2 separate regions of the Zea mays genome follow, and region 2 is linked to region 1. The links are chromatin contacts, called in public Hi-C maps. All regions are on one chromosome and are shown on one strand. The core of a region is the stretch at or near the end of the contact, and the rest is flanking DNA. Distances in the headings are between cores, read along the strand shown. Region 1 has its middle 85 kb from the start of LOC100303949. Region 2 has its middle 26 kb from the start of LOC103643845.

Region 1 (2,903 bases), core at 155-2,654:
GTACGGCGATCCGAATTGATTATACTCAGCTGAGGATCTCCAATCACACGACATATGTAGCACTTAACCCTTGCATATGTCAACCCGCCACCGGGGTTCTTAAGACCAGATCAGGTTCACGCGAACCGAGAGCACAGATACACCACTGTCCAGCCTCTTGCCACGGAGGGTACACGCTACTCTCGCCACCGCTCCACGCCCATTCCGTGTTATCTTATTCTGGCCTTAGTCTGCCCGAGGCAAGGCTTACCCATGACGAGGCATGTGACCAGTTAAAGGGTCCTCGGTCAGCAGGCCTACATCGACACGGTCCTTAATCGACTCAGACGGAGACACTACACCGAGACTCCTTTCTCGTGCAAGTCACCCGCCTGGTCTCAGCTTAATCATTTAAAACCCAAAGTTTGGTACCTGGTAGAGGTACATCTTTTCCGATGTTGAACCCATCACGGCCATGATAGATCCACCATCAAGTTTTATTTTCAAAAACATCCTTCCCACTTTGCCAATCATGTTTTGTAAAACAAACCTTTTGTTTTGCTAGAGCAATACTAAGCATAGTAAAACCTTTTGTAAAAACAGGGCTTCAAGGAAGGTAATCAAGTACAAGGAAGGTAATGCAGGAATTGTTTAAGCATTCAACTCCTATTACCTAATGCATTAATCAAGTGAGAAAGATTTAAAACATCAAGGAAGGTGGCAAATGCACCGGGGCTTGCCTTCGTTGATAGGTGAGTCAGGTTTGGACCCGCAGATATCGAGGTAGAAACAGTTTCGTGCCTGAGATTCCGAGGGTGGTGGTGGTGTCTTCTCTTCAATTACTTCGGTTTCCTCTTCGTTTTCTAAACATCACCATATATATGTGTATATAAGAATGAATGCCATGTAATGCTCATGAGAGTGCAAAGATAATAAGAATTTATTATCTAAGGTTCTTGAATACAATTTTAATTCACGGTTCACCGGAAAACTAGGGTTTCCGGAGTCACTAAAGGAATTCAAAGGGCAGGGGTGGGGGTTGTGGGTTCTAATTATCAAACAAGGTCCAATTCAAACCAAACTCTACCCAAGGCTTCTAAATAATGTTTAAAGTTAAAATAAAAAGGTTTGGGAATTTTTGGAATTACCATTTATTTTCTAAAAATCCAGAACTAATGTTTTATGTTATTTTAAATACTCCAAAATTCCCTATTTAACTTAAAAACCATGAAACTATTTTTATTAAATACTATGGAAAATTAGGAATCTAGGAAAATTGGTTTGGCATTTTTATCGTTTTTCTACAATTTTCTATAGATTTTCAAAGTTTCATAGAAAAAGAAAAGGAGAAAATCATGAACAGTACTGGGCCGAAAGTAACCCAGACGACCCAGCCTGCACAGGAATAGGGACGCGCCCACGCGCGCCCGCACGCGCGATGGCGACTTTGCGAACAAGCCCTTGCAGTTTTGAATAACCCGAAGGAGTCCAAACAGTATTTGAAACAGTCGCTGACCCTTTGCAGAAATGCCCTCGAACTTCCATTTCTTCCCCACAAACATCCCTGGCCATGGTGTGCTCGCAGATCACCCCTGACGCGGCTCGTACTGGCCATGGCCGGTGATGGCTGCTATGGCTAATTACCGGGGAGGCATCACTGACCTAAGGCGACCTAGGAACATCCATTTACTAGACATAAATCTTACTGGAAACTACCTCACCACGATTATGGCGGAAACCGAGCTTACGAACACATGTTCCCACCAAATCATGGTTGAACTAGGTAAATGAGTGCCACAGTGAGCTTCACAAACATGAGGAGACATGAAAACAACGCTTGATTTGGACGGTGCCTTACCAGAACGGATTGGCAACGGTGGAACTGTTCTTCGCGGTGGCGGAGACAAATTTGGGGGAAATTTGAAATTCAAGAGCTCGGGTGGATGATTAAGGGTGGGAGCGGGTGCTATGGCTTCACAAAGAACTCTAGTTCTACTACGCACACTTAATTTGAGAGAAGGGGACAGAGGTGGCGCGAATTCGGCTCCAATGCAACTCACGGTGTGGGATGATCTCACCTCGCCATGGACCACCGTGCTATTTATAGCCACGGCGACCCGACAGATGGTCTCCGGCCACGGATAGCATCACAAGCACATGCATACCATGTCGGTAGGAGGCACAGTGAGGCAGATCGCGGCATGAGCGGCACCACGGCAAAAGTTACCAAGCCACGGTGGCCGCCGGTGAAGTTCCCCGCTAGGCTTGGGAGATGGCGCCACGTGCAGGTTATTCCTTCCCAGCGTTATCCACACCATACCGCGCGCGAATCAGAAAGGCGACGACACAAATCTACGGGCAGAAAGGTCGTCGACGGTGAGGTTGTCGTGCTGGCAGTCTGATCTGGTTCAGGCACTGTACCATGGGAGAACTCATTTAGTGCACCTGACAGCCAAGTTCTAGGGCAGTTTTTCTCGAAAATTTTCATGGCAACCTACCCAAACCTCTACAGCAAAGTTGTAGAGCTGCAAACCAGCTACAATTTTTTCATAGCAACCTTGGTCAAATTCCTAATAAATCAAGCTTGAATTCTTGCCCAAAGTCTCTATAGTTACACTGTCAGTCTGAAATTCAGATTTTCCCAGCCTGACAGTCTGACTTTGAGTGTGTTTTTCTCCAGTTTTTTCTTAACAACCATGCTCACACCCTTAAGCAAAGTTGTTCACCTTTGATAGGTCTACAATTTTGATGTGGTGACCTAGGACAAAACCTCAATAATTTGGAAGTTATAAGGGCTCAAAGTTGAGCTCAAACACTGAAATTCAGACTTAGCATAGAACTCAAATGAGGTCCATTTTGCAATTAAGTCCAAAATCCAAGATTTGGCTTACAAGTCCACACATTTGTGAACCAAATGACTTTAT
Region 2 (2,903 bases), core at 211-2,710, 260 kb after region 1:
GCTCATGCTTTTCTGGGTAACCAACTAGTCGTTCTCTAGTTTGACTATTGAAACCCAAGCTTCCTGATCAAATTGTCAAGCAATGAACAAGCATATCATTTGTATCAATTATCTTGTTGTGTAGGTGTCCTTTTGTTTGGCTAAGGATTGGAGTGGAATAGGGTGGAAGTAGGTCCCGTAGAGGAGGCGGGCCATAGGAGTGTGGTCTAGACGAGCTTACTTGTATCCATTAGAAGTAGTTGCTGATAAAAAAATAGAGTTACTTAGGTGTAGTGTTAATTATTATGTTCTACTCGATCTTAGGGTCGAATACAAATCATTTGGATATTAATATCCATCTCAAATCCATAACAGAAATCTAGTTTTGAGCATTTGTATTTGGATATGGTTAGATATTTAATATTTAGATTCAGATATGAGCGGCCTATATAAGATTTTGACCTTTTTCAAAATCTTTTCAAAACGAACTAACATCCATCCTATTTTTATCCTTGTATGGTTATGCCACGTGGTTGGCAGAGGGATAGTGGACATATTCTAGATAGGGATGAAAATGAGCGACAAAAATCCTGTTTTGTCCGGTATCATATTCCGATTTTACTCGAACCGTTTTCATATTTGTGAGAGAAAAACGAGAATGTCATGGAAATATGATACTAATTGTGGGAACGAGAACGAAAATGGTTCGATGTGTTTTCGTTTGTATACTCAAAATTCCTTTTTTGGGATATGCCTGCTTTTCCCTATTTTGGTCGCGCTATCTGGATAGGATGTGAACTGTGATGCCTATGGTGGCATGGTGGATTAGGGCTCACTTACATAATGTTTGATGTTACTCCCTCTTGTTTTTTTTTGTATTTGCAAATTTGAGGTTAAAGATCGATGAATGTTAACCGAAAAAGTATCGTATTTGCATAAATTGTTGGTCTTTAAAAAGATTATGTCCTTGTACTGACTTTTAAACGTCCTAAACCTTTAAAGTTGTAGTTTATTGAGTGATGTTACGATATTTTTTTCCTAAAGTTTCCATTTACGACACGTTCCATTCGTTTTAATCTATTTTCGTGTAACCATATATCTGGACCGTTCTCGTTTATGGCTATCTAACTCTTAGTATCGATAAAAAAATGTGATAACTGAATTAGGAGAGAGGTTTTTTTACCGTTTCCGTTCGCGTAGGCGTGGTCAGTGTCCGGGACCGCTGGCACGGTCGTGAGTCGTGACAGGGCGACGTCAACACGCGCCGAAAAAGTTGTCCGATGGGGGAAACTTGTCTAACTGGCAGCGGCATTGTGGATTGCTCGTGTGATTTCGTCGAAATGACAGAAGGCATGTTTGGATAAAATTATAGAATCCAGATTGTGAATAGAAATCATTTTACTTTGACGGTATACCTGTGTGATAAAATGCTCTACCGGTAACAACTTGCAGCGGCCCAAGCGAGACGCCGCATCCGGGCCGAGAAGATTTGGGCCGTGCGCGATCTTTCTGCCTGCCTGATGGCTGATGCCGCGGCCCAAGCGTGTGGATCCAAAACTGCTCGCTTAGAGCAACTCCAGTAGTTCTTTAAAAAATAGCTTGCTAAAATCATGTTTAGCAAGTTGCTAAATAGCTATTGGAAGTAAAAAATAACTTAGAGCAACTCCAAAAAATTAGCTAAAAAGACTAGCCAAATTTACTGATTTAGTTACTCTCTAAAATAGATTTTAGAGAAAAAATGTAGGCTAATCCAACAGACTCGGTAAACCTACGGACTGAATAGAGAGTGAAGCAGGCTATCCAAAATTGGAGAGCGAAGATGGAGAAATAGAGAGCCACTAAATTTGAAGAGTCGTTTACAGAGTCTATTGGATACAATTTTCTTTTAATATTAGTTAAATTTATCTTTACAAAACCATATACCTAGTCTCTTGGAGTTGCTCTTAGTCTCCAATAGTTGATCATATTTAGAAAGTAGTTCGATTTTGAATCTAGCTTTAGTGGCCCTGTCCCTATGAGATCTGCGTGATAATAAGGTTGAGAGCAGAGGATGTGAGGGCGGAAGAAAAAAGGTCGGTCGATATGAACTATGGATGAGTGATGGTCCGGTGGCGCAACCTATGAGGAAGTTGGGTTCGACGGTGAAGGAGAAACTTGTGTCATACGTGTTTGACCTAGCTACCTCATTATGCTAGAAAATGAAAAAAGAGCGTGCTATACCTGGCTATCTCACTGTGTGGGAAAGAGAAAATTAATCACGCTAGTGTGAAGAAATTGACGTCAACTGCATTTAGGGAGTTCCTACCGAGTTGCTAAATGTGGAGAGTAAATAGAGTTGAATAGCAACTAAGTAAATTTAGCAAGTCTATTTAGAGAACTATTGGAGAAGCATTTTTCTGTTCACTTCTTAAATTTAAAATTTAGAGAGTTGTTTAGAGAACTATTGGACTCAGCCAAGGTTATACCCATCAATTATTCTTTCAATTCCATCTTCAAGAAATGAAGAGTAGACCGATTATACCCAACAAATATTCTTACATTTCCATGTTTAAGAAACAAAATAGCAGACGGAGACGGCAGACCGATTCAAAGTCAGTACATAGATACTACTATAATGTTAAGAGACAGATTTGTTTATGTGATACCTTCACCCGAGCGTACTCCGATCTCCTGCAAGTCTGAAAGAGGGGCAGGGGTTTAAATTAACCATCAGTTTCCGTGGCGATCGCGTTCTAGACAACCACCTGGACATTAATTATATAATAATCTCGTCATTTCATCGATTGAGGATGCTAAATTTCAACGGATTGAACTTGATACGCACAGACTTTCTTACACTCCGTCATCCTTATTACTAACACTCGAGTTCGACATCGACGTACGAGACGCTAGCTATCTCGCGACGTAGCGTGTCTTGCTGCTTA

The links. Hi-C and Micro-C count contacts between places; a contact is called where the count stands out from the background.
Region 2: a Hi-C map of ear shows a contact between it and region 1, with 2.5 times the contacts expected there. The contact joins two enhancer-like sites. A contact is called at or near these places in 2 of 25 Hi-C or Micro-C datasets (ear and tassel).

What each region holds. Positions count from the first base shown.
Region 1 is chr4:147,890,872-147,893,774 of Zm-B73-REFERENCE-NAM-5.0, forward strand. No RefSeq gene overlaps it. Among protein-coding and RNA genes, the nearest start is that of LOC100303949, 85 kb to the right of the region's middle. Within about 2 kb of position 1,405, at least 18 of the 20 cell types and tissues checked have an H3K27ac peak or open chromatin away from gene starts, as enhancers often do. A contact at or near this core is called in ear and tassel, where this site is marked.
Region 2 is chr4:148,152,406-148,155,308 of Zm-B73-REFERENCE-NAM-5.0, forward strand. No RefSeq gene overlaps it. Among protein-coding and RNA genes, the nearest start is that of LOC103643845, 26 kb to the left of the region's middle. Within about 2 kb of position 1,461, at least 10 of the 20 cell types and tissues checked have an H3K27ac peak or open chromatin away from gene starts, as enhancers often do. A contact at or near this core is called in ear and tassel, where this site is marked.